Linked DNA regions of Anas platyrhynchos: region 1 is linked to region 2. A link is a contact called in public Hi-C data. All regions are on one chromosome and are shown on one strand. The core of a region is the stretch at or near the end of the contact, and the rest is flanking DNA. Distances in the headings are between cores, read along the strand shown.

The links. Hi-C and Micro-C count contacts between places; a contact is called where the count stands out from the background.
Region 1: a Hi-C map of small yellow follicle shows a contact between it and region 2, with 3 times the contacts expected there. The contact joins two enhancer-like sites. A contact is called at or near these places in 2 of 8 Hi-C or Micro-C datasets (F5 follicle and small yellow follicle).

What each region holds. Positions count from the first base shown.
Region 1 is chr1:7,308,721-7,313,686 of IASCAAS_PekinDuck_T2T, forward strand. The region is part of intron 1 of FRMD4A (FERM domain containing 4A); the gene reads right to left. Among named protein-coding and RNA genes, the nearest start is that of PRPF18, 140 kb to the left of the region's middle. Within about 2 kb of position 1,386, at least 3 of the 8 cell types and tissues checked have an H3K27ac peak or open chromatin away from gene starts, as enhancers often do. A contact at or near this core is called in small yellow follicle, where this site is marked.
Region 2 is chr1:7,257,503-7,262,345 of IASCAAS_PekinDuck_T2T, forward strand. All of the region lies in intron 4 of FRMD4A (FERM domain containing 4A), which reads right to left. Among named protein-coding and RNA genes, the nearest start is that of PRPF18, 93 kb to the left of the region's middle. Within about 2 kb of position 1,294, at least 3 of the 8 cell types and tissues checked have an H3K27ac peak or open chromatin away from gene starts, as enhancers often do. A contact at or near this core is called in small yellow follicle, where this site is marked.

The DNA.
Region 1 (4,966 bases), core at 136-2,635, 51 kb after region 2:
TTGGTTCCTGTGATGGAAAGGCTACTTGGTGCCCTGGAGCAGGAGAGGCCAGTTGTAAGCCAGATGCTTTTTCCTTAGAAAGAAGACCCAGCCATAACTTCAGAGGTTTGCAATCTTTTAGCAGAATTTCTGTAGGAGAACTAAGATGTCACATTTTCAACAAAATGGGAGCAACTCGGTAGCAAATAGAGCTTTGGACCCCAAAGCACAGGCCCAGGAGAGATCTTGTAGCTGTGGATAGCGGTGATGTGAATAGCGGCAGCGCTGTTGGTGATGCATAACCTGGCACCAGCTACTAAAGCAGTGTGGGTTTCCCTGGTATGGAAGTGTTCCACATCTCTGTGAAATACACACATGGCAAACAGCTGGATGAAGGGCCAGAAAATTATATTTTCTGCCAGCAATGATGCAGCATCTCCTTCAGGTTCTTTAGGACAAGAGGAATGTATTGCAAGCAAGACCTTTGGCTTTCCCTGCAAGCATCTTTATCCCACCCCTTGAAAAACCCATGACCATACCCCACAAATTAGGGAAAGGAGATGAAATTTCTGAAAACATGGTTGCATCTGCAGCTCTTAAAACCTCTCCAGCCCTTCAGGAGGGAAGAGCTGCTGTTCTTTTGAGGAACTTGACGTTACCCAAGGGGACCCAGTGTGAGCAGGATGTGTTTGAGAGGGGCAACCTCAAACGTTGCTATCATTTCTACAAACACACAGCAAAGGAGAAAGAAAACAACATCAGTAATTAGGCGGAAAGAGTCCTCCTCAAGAAGGAGGGATGGTGGGTACGTTGGGATGGGCTTGGTGTGACCCACCAACTGTGCAAGTGCCATCGGGGAGCGATGGGATGAACATTAAGGAGAGCTGCAGACTGGGTGACCTGGCGACTTCCCTGCTTTGTCCTGAGAGTTGACAAAAGAGTTCCTGGCCTGCCCAGGGGCTCTGAGCTTCCTGAGGGCTTCAGGCAGTGTTTTCCAGCTCCCAGCTCCCCCCCGGGACATCCGCACAGGTTGTTTCTCATGCCGTCTGCAAACAGCCATCAGCAAAAACGCTCTGATTCAGCAAGGCACAGAGCGGCGCACATAAATCCCTTTTATTTCAGTGTGACATAAGCAAGTGTTTAAGTGGCTTACTGTATCCGAGCTGAAATGAAAAACCGTTTCCTACGGTCCTTAAGTCCATTTACAACGTCAAGCAATAACTCTCAGGCGAACTTTAAAGCCGGGAACGCCGCTTCTTAACCTCAAAACACTCGGTGCTTGAGCCGTGTAGTTAGAATTAAATCTAATTCCAACGCCGCGTCTTAAAGTGAGCAGGGCAGTACCCAGCAGACGCCTAAATCACCGCTCCGAGAGCGGCTGGCCACAGAGGTCTGCTCTCAGCTATATCCTGAGATAAGAAAGCCCTTTCCTGGCCGGGCCGGCTTCCTCACTGGAGTGAAGGTTGTGCTGTTTTATGTCACGTATTGTTTTGTTTCTTTAAAATAATACAGATCCCAATCTTCTCAGATGGAAAGGAAACCAGGACACCGCGCACCCTCTCTGCTTTCTGAAGCTGATGCAGAGGAGGGCATTCCCAGCGCGTGCTGTTTTACCACGTTTGACTCTTTCTCCCACGTAACTCTTGCTGTTCCCTTTCTCGACTAGAAAATAACAATTGGCAGCTTAAAAATATATCAGCTTCTGAGCCTTGCCCCCACTGCCTACCAGAGATCGTTGAGCTCTGGAGCTCCCATAGACCAGGGAGAGGTGACCCAGGGCTTTTGATCTAGAGGATTCACTGGCCACAGATATCTTAAACCTTACATTTTGTAACCCCTCCTGCATTCAGAAAAACTGTTCTGCTCCTGTCTTGATAAACCTTGTCTCAGCTGGCCCAATGCAGACACTTGCTTTGGGTCAATGTTTTTAGGTCAAGGACATGCCAGAGCTCTTGGGATGGCTCTATTGTACAAACAAATTTTAAATGAGTCATGTGGCAAGCTGTTTGCACCCAGCATCGCAGAGCATCTTTAGGTGAGGTGAAACCACTTGGTCCATGTGAAACCATTGCAGCCAGACAGTCCCATCCTTCGGGAAGTGATGGGCACGCAGCTCGGGCAACCCACGGCTTTATCCTCCTGTACTGACTGTGGGATATGCTATTCATCCCTACTCCAAAGTATTGCCCAAGGGCTGCAAAAGGGGATCAAAGTGTCAGTATCAGCAAAAAAAAACCATAACAAAAGTAAAACTCCTTATCCATATGTTCATCAGGCATGACGGGTACACAATTTTCCTCGTTACAAGCTTCCCAGATAAAACTCCAGATAACTTTCATCGCATGCGATCTTCTCCTGGGCTAACTCGGCTCAGCTATGCTGTACAAAGAACATCTTTATTCACAGAGTCACAGGATCATCTAGGTTTGAAAAAACCTTCAGGATCATTGAGTCCAATGATCAGCCTCACCTACCGAGTGCCATCACTAAACCATGACCCTTAGTGCCATGACCTCATAAATACCTCCAGGGATGGGGACTCCACTGCTTCCCTGGGCAGCCCATTTCAATACTTGGTCACTTTCTCATGAAGAAATTCTTCTTAATACTCATTCTAAATCTCCCCTGTTTTATGTTGTATTTCTTTTTCCTAGGGTAAAGTTATTCTCTAGATATAAGCACTTTAAGGTAACGAATGCTCTTTCACCCCATGCATGCACAGCATATACTGGAAGAGCTCCTGCTCTGCTTGCTATGCACAAAGGACATAGTATGGTCTAAGGGAAAAGGATCTAAATTAGTTGTCAGGGCTCTCCTCTACCAGTAATGGACTTGCAGCCTTTTATAAGTCACACCAACCTCTCCTCGGGGACTCCTGGTCACCTTCTGGTTCACTCCCTGCTCCGTACTGCGGCAAGCACCATGAGTCATCAGCATAATAATGACTGTGCGGTACTAATGCACGTAGCAATCGATTATTACTATTTTTCCCAAAGATGTTAGAATGTCTGTTAAGCTCTCCTACATCTGACTTTTAATTCCTTGTAAGTATACATATATCTATATTTTTGGTACAGCTTCGCACTTCAAACGTGGCATATTTTCAGCAAACTGTTCCAGATATCACTCATTTGTGCACGCAGACAGGGTGGTAATTACATGAGAGCATCCAAGTCTCCTGGGAAAACATTTGTAGGAGGCTTAGTTTAGTTATGGAAGAGAACAGAGATTTATTTGTTACTGAAACTTGTGAGATTTGCTGCAGAAAATATATATATATATAAAAAAATCAATGTAGGTTCATAGGAAGATGACCGAAGTGACCCAAGGCACTAGAAAGCAGTAGTATGCATGAAATATTTTTAAAGGACAAATTAAGATTTAAGGCTTAAAGTGTCCTTTTAGTGCTTATTGAGTCTCTTGTACTTACTGTATCAACCACTACTTCGAGGTGTGAGCGGTGATTGCCCGGATCAATCGAGCCAAGGCACTGGGCTGTGCATCACTCAGCTGTTCTGTAGCAGAGCGGGTCAATAGTCTGCACTAAACAGTGTTATATATAATACATAATGGAAAACACACTTGCAAAAGTCATTCCAGGCATGAAAAAAAAAAAACTAATCTGTGCACATAATTGCCTTTTTTTTTTTCTTTTCTTTCCTTTTCGCTTTGAATAACACTGTGAGAACTGATATGCTTCCAGTGCAGGACCATGTCACCAAGTCGTTTCCAGCCATGGCTACTCAGCAGCCTTGGCAAACATCAGATTCTACAAACCAGGGCTACAGGAAAGGGACATCTTCCATGGACACGGGTGGGGGCATCTCCCCAAACACCTGGCTGGGTGCTGGGTCCATCCTGCCTTTCCCTGTCCTGACAGCTCCCAGCGCTGAGCTTGCTGAGGACCACTTTGGGCTCAAGCACCCCTAGGACACATGACCTGCACTTTTACACCCCCATTCATCTTCTGAGTGATTCCATGATTTTGCATCACCTGTGCTGGGAGTGCTTTGCCTGTTAGTGCAGAAAAACTCTAGGGACAGAGGGCAAGAGTTAGAAACGGGTCCTTTCTGCATGAAGACACCCATGGAATAATAAATATGGTCATCCTGTAATCTATGAAAGAGAGGAACCAGAAATAAACCTCTCTACCTGAGCTTTTCTCCCAGGTGCCTCTGCCTTTTAAGAGCAGGGGAAGGATGCTCTGTTCTGGAAGAAAACACAGCAGCTCTTTAATACTGTGCAGAATCGATGAAGAAGAGCTGAGATGAAGAGGGAACAGCCTGATGCAATGTCTGCAAACTCAGCGGCTGGACCCAATACCCCAGGGCCCAGCTCTCTGAGGATGCGATGCCCGTTTTGGAACAGCTTTCTGCCATGTAGGCAATTGGCAGTGCTGGCAAGGGGACACCAGGGAAGAGAGGACACTGCCCGGTACCTCTGCATTTACAAATCACCCCCAGATTCTCTGTTGGTGTCCCAGGAGCATTTCAGAAAGCGTTTCCTGGGGTGCAGTGCAGATTTTTTATTTATTTAAAAATTTCCACCCCACTTTTTAAGTCTTTCCAGTTCAGAGTAGCGAGAGGCTGTGGAAATTGCCTTGGCAAGCTGTTTGTTTTCCAGCGTGTTTCTACCCTGTGCTGGGTGTGTGTGCGTGCGTGAGGCAGGCCCTGCATCTCATTAGGCATCCCCTAAATCATCCGTGTCCCCCTGAGAGCACATTTCACTGGGAAACGCCAGCGCCCGGGCTCTCCCACGGCACACAAACACACGTGGCAGCCACGTGCTGTGATGATGGGCACCTCCAAAAAACCCAGCGGACAGCCAGGAGAGAGACCTTCCACACAGAGAAAGGACAAAACCAAGCTTTAAATATGGGAAGAGCTCGATCCACATCCTCCTCCTTAGGAGGGGTGCAAATTTCAGCTGCAGATTTTGTGCTGGCTCTCCGAGCTGCTCAGCTGGGGTGGTGGCTTTCCATCCTACA
Region 2 (4,843 bases), core at 44-2,543:
ACTCCGTGACCCCGCTGTCTGGGAGTGAAGCTATGAGACCTGCTGAAACTCTTGGGGCTTCACACAAGCATTAAAGGGATTGTCTGTGTTCAGTTGTTTGTAGAATCGAGGGCCTTAAATGTAACCTTCTCAGGGCTAAAGGTCAAAGCTTTGTAGTGCTCCTAGGTGTCTTCTGAAGACCCTTCAAAACAGTTTATTTCCTGACAAGTACAGCCAACTACATACTCAAATGAAATATTTTGAGCTTTTTATGTTTATCTGCTGAGATGCTCCTGCAATTACCCATCCCCCCCCCCCCCCAGAGCAGTTCAAATGAGATTTTTTTTAAAAAGGAAAATAAAAAAGAAAACATGTGAACATAGGAACCATCAAGCATAAAAATTCAACTTTATGTATTTATTTATTTGGCTTCCCCTGGGTTTCACCTCCTGTCCTTGAAGCAGGTGATGGTCAGATCTTTAATTCCAGGGTCAGAAAAAAGAAGGAACATTTACTCTATTTTCAAGTCCCAGTGAAGGTTAGCAGAAACACACTTTTTTGTTTCATCAGTGGATCAAATGAGACCATCCTCATCATCACTAGAGGGCAATATTGCATTTTCTTTCTGCTGCACGGCTCTTTCCCAAGGCTTTCCACATAGACACATGCCCAGATCATTTTCTGTACAAAATTGAGTCTCTCCGAGCACAGAGCCTGCACATGATACTTCATCTTCAACAAGAAAACACAATTCTCAAGTGATCTCCGGCGTGGAGAGTGTGCAGGGGAGCTACTGGCTCTCACACATGCACCCAGGCAAATACAAAGCATGTGCACCAGGAAATTGGTGCTACTTAAAAGAAAACAGATTTACGGAGAGAAGTCTTGGGGGATTTGCTGTGTGGCAAGCTCAGAAAACCTGAACTGGAGCAGACTGCCTTGAATTCACAGCCTGAAAGGCCTGTTTTTTTTTTTTTTTTTTTTTTTTTTTTTTTTTTTTTATTTTTTTATTTTATTTATTTATTTATTTATTTTTTCGCACTGATGGTGAATCTGTCAGACCTCCTCCTGTTACCACCTCTTCCAAATGCACCGCGGTTTAAAACGACCCATGGCAGCGCCTAAGGAAGCAGGAAGAAAGCTCCAGCTGCTAAGGCAATGAACCAAGCGAGAGATCTGGGTTAAATTCCTGACTCTGACACAGGTTTCCTTCGTGACCTTCAGCAAATCATGTAGCTGTTCGGGACTGTTGTGTCGAGTTTGGAAAATACTCCTCCCTCCTTTGACCCCCTGCGTCTGTTTTGCCTATTAAGATTATCAGCCCATTCCTATTGCACGGAGGGGCAGCTATTAGGTTTCTGTCGAGGACTCCCTGGGGAGCAGCATTCCTCCATGTGCTCTGAAGCTGATATATCCAGGAAATAAGGACGGGCTGGACAGAGATGCAGACGGTACCGTGTGTCTGACGCCTTAACTCTGCTACCTGCGGCACTGAGAATGCAACCAGCAAACAGCTTTGCCTCAAACGGCTCCTACGGGAAGTTCCCTGATAGCCAGCAACTGTTGCTTTGAGAAATGAGGTGCCTGCAAGAAGGGTTAACCCCCCCCCAAAGATTATGTGTGTGTTAAAAGCAGAGAAATCAGTTTGGAAAAGGTTTCAAACGTAAAGAAGGGAGATCAGCCAACGTTAGTCTATCTCTGAGTTTCTCCTTATCTTTCCCCCTCTCCTCCCTTAGCCCCAGTCACTTATAATTCATCCAATCTATTTTCTAACCATTAATTAAATGGACCAGGAAATATTATGCTGGGTAATGGACACAAAGTGCCTATCTTGCGTGCTCCCTCTCAGCGGCAGGAAGATAGCAACGAGGATGGCAGAAAGCATCTTGGAAGACTTCAGAAGCTGCAGCATCAGAGACATCTCCGTCTTCCAGCTGCGAGGACGAGCCTTGTGCTGATCAGATGGCTCGGCATGAAGTGTTGGTTAACTGGCAACTCGCTCTGACACAGCTTGATGCCGCAATGAATGGAGATTCCCATCGCAGCCAGCCAACAACAGGCGGTTACGCAGCGGTGCTTGTGAGAAGCAGCTGTGGAAACTCCTGATCTTTGGGTGATGGGAACTTGGTATTGCTGTAATTTCCCCCTTGCACCACACAGATGCTCACCTTCGACTTGTAGCAGAGAGAAATGCCCAAGCCTTGACTCACCATCAAAGCAAGACAAGTGTGATGCCCTCTTGCTTTAGCAGCAGAGCTGGATTGACCAGTGCTCCCCGTTTCCACACAGCAAAAGAAAGGGTAAAATAAAAACAAGAAAGGGTAAAAATTTAGCATCGCCCCTACCACAGCTCTGGACATAACCAGAACTTGGCCATCTATCACCTCGCAGGGACCGGGCTCTGGGCAGTGTAATTCCCAACTTACAGTTGTAAGCTCTGAGATCACAAGCCAGTGTATTTATTTCCAAGTAGAACATGCCAAAAGATAACAGTATTTCACCGTGGCCTTAAACACAATGATATATCAAAGCATGACCACAGCAAATGGATGTCTTATCTATCTCACGTGGATCTGCCCTGGGGCAGCGAAATCATCCTAGCTCCTCTGAAGTTTGACTCCGGTGACAGCTGGTGTAAAAAGCTTTTATCCAACAACAAAAATCCAACAACAAAACCTTTTTTTTTTTTTTTTTTTTTTTTTTTTTTTTTTTAACCAAAAAGAAACACCTTAAAATGAGGAAGATGTAATCAGAGGAAGGCTGAGGGTGGCCCCAGAGGCAGAGGAGGGTGAGAGAGATGCCTCTGTGCATCCAAAGGGAGGTGAGCAGTGCCCGGCAGTGATGGGGAGGCTGAGGATGGCACTGAGGCTGCTGGTCAAGGTGACCGGGACTGATAACGGGGTGGGAGTGATTTGTGGGAGGGCTCCTGCCTTTGTTAAGGGGCAGGAGCTGAGTGCATAGTGTTGGCAAAAGGGATTCCTTTCCTTCCAGCCCCGTGACACTGCACCTGTGCAGGGAGACAAAATACCTCTCTTGGGCCTCCTATGAAAAGGAAAAAAAATAAAATAAAACAGAATAAGAACCTCAAGCAACTCTTCTTTCCCTTGCTAATATATATATATATATATATATATATATATTTTTTTTTTTTCCATGAAAAAGGAAAATAAAGGGGAAAGCCAGTTGTCATGGAAAATGTCAAAATGAAGCAAAAGGATTTTGGTGTTGTTGCGCCGTCACCTTCCCCAGGGCTTCCTCCTGCCCGAGGTGGGAAATGCAGTAGGACCCAAGGGAAATGATGGCGATGGGCACTCCGTGGTGCTTCCCAGCTGGATGGAGGACAGAGCTGCCAGCAGACCCCGGGCTGTCTCTTATTTCACGATTACACAGCGATGGCTAAAAGGAGAAGACCCCTTTCCTGCCTCACCCACCCCGGGGTCTGGCTCATTATCCCCCACTATGTCATTGAAAACCTCGGAGGATAATTTGAAAAATATGAGGCCATTTGCTAACCAGGGGAAGAATAATCACACGCGTCGGTGTAATGGACTTAAATGCAGGCGTCATTATGGCCAGGGTCTCGTGCTAAATGAGCGTTCGGAGCAGCTCAGGCTGCAGAGCTCCTTTTCTGTTGCAGCCCTCTTTGCTAATAGCTATAGGTGCGCACTTTATGCGCTGACACCTAAAGCAGGCAGCGGTTAAATAGCTGGCCTGTTAAGTCATCAACCAGGAATGAAAATTGGAGACAGCAAAAAGCCCCGTTTACATCCTCTTTGCATTAATTTTGGTTCTGGTGCCGTGCTCTGTCCCCCTGTGCTTGTGCTCCCCTTGCCCTGCACCAGCAATCGGGTTGCAGAGGATGGGATGCAGCAAGAGACCTGTGTCAACTCCTGCCTCGTTGCATGGAAGCCACAAACCCTGGAGGTGAACGTGATTGCAGAAAGATGGAAAACCATGAGATATTTGCTCATTCCTGTGCTTCCCCTTCTCCAGGTACAAAAACCCAAGTGATCTGCTTTGGAATACATCGGGCTCCAGCTGTTCTCCAGGCTCCACATCTGGGAATCTCTGCAAACCACTGTGTGCTCCAGCATCAACACAGAGAAGGAAAGGCCTGACAAGACCACAAAAGAAGCAGCCAGCTCAATCTATTTTGCAAACGGCTTCACCCTGAAAAGTCCCGGGGAGTTTAGCTGGCCAGGGAAGCGCAGCTCTGCACAAAAAAGCTGTCGCTGCTCCTCTTGGCCTGCAGCGATGGGGTTCTCTGCCCCAGGTGTGAGCTGAGAGCCCCTCTCCCTCAGCCACCAGGGGATTTCTCCTCTCTCCTGAGCTCAAGCCTGGCTCTCTGAGTGCTCCGTGATCCTCTCTGCTTGCTTCGCCGGTGACAGCAGATCACACCCATGGGTGTAAGGAATAAACGCACAAATTGCAACGAAAATGGAAGTGGTGCCTGCACGGCTTTGACCCAGCTGGAAAAGCTCTGTGTGGGCACTGCCATAGCTGTTGCTCCTTGATCCAAATGAGGTACAAATCTTACACTGACAGCATCCATCATTTTTGCGTAGCACCCACTGTGCCGTCTCAATGCTTCCCCAAATTAGACAAGACAACGCTGCCAGCGTCAACACACTCAAAACGTGGCTGCAGCCAGCACGTTTGGAGCATACTGATTTCCTTCCCCCTCAGGTGGCCGAGTGCGGAGGAAAAACAACTTCGCCCCTTTTCTAAGCACAGCCCGCTTATACAAACATATTCCCCGTTAAGCAGAAAAAAGGGAATAATGTTATGGGACCCGAGAGCCAGGCTGCTATTAAGACGTGTGCGTAATGGATGGCTCAGCTCGGAGCTGTGCGCTAAGTAGCAG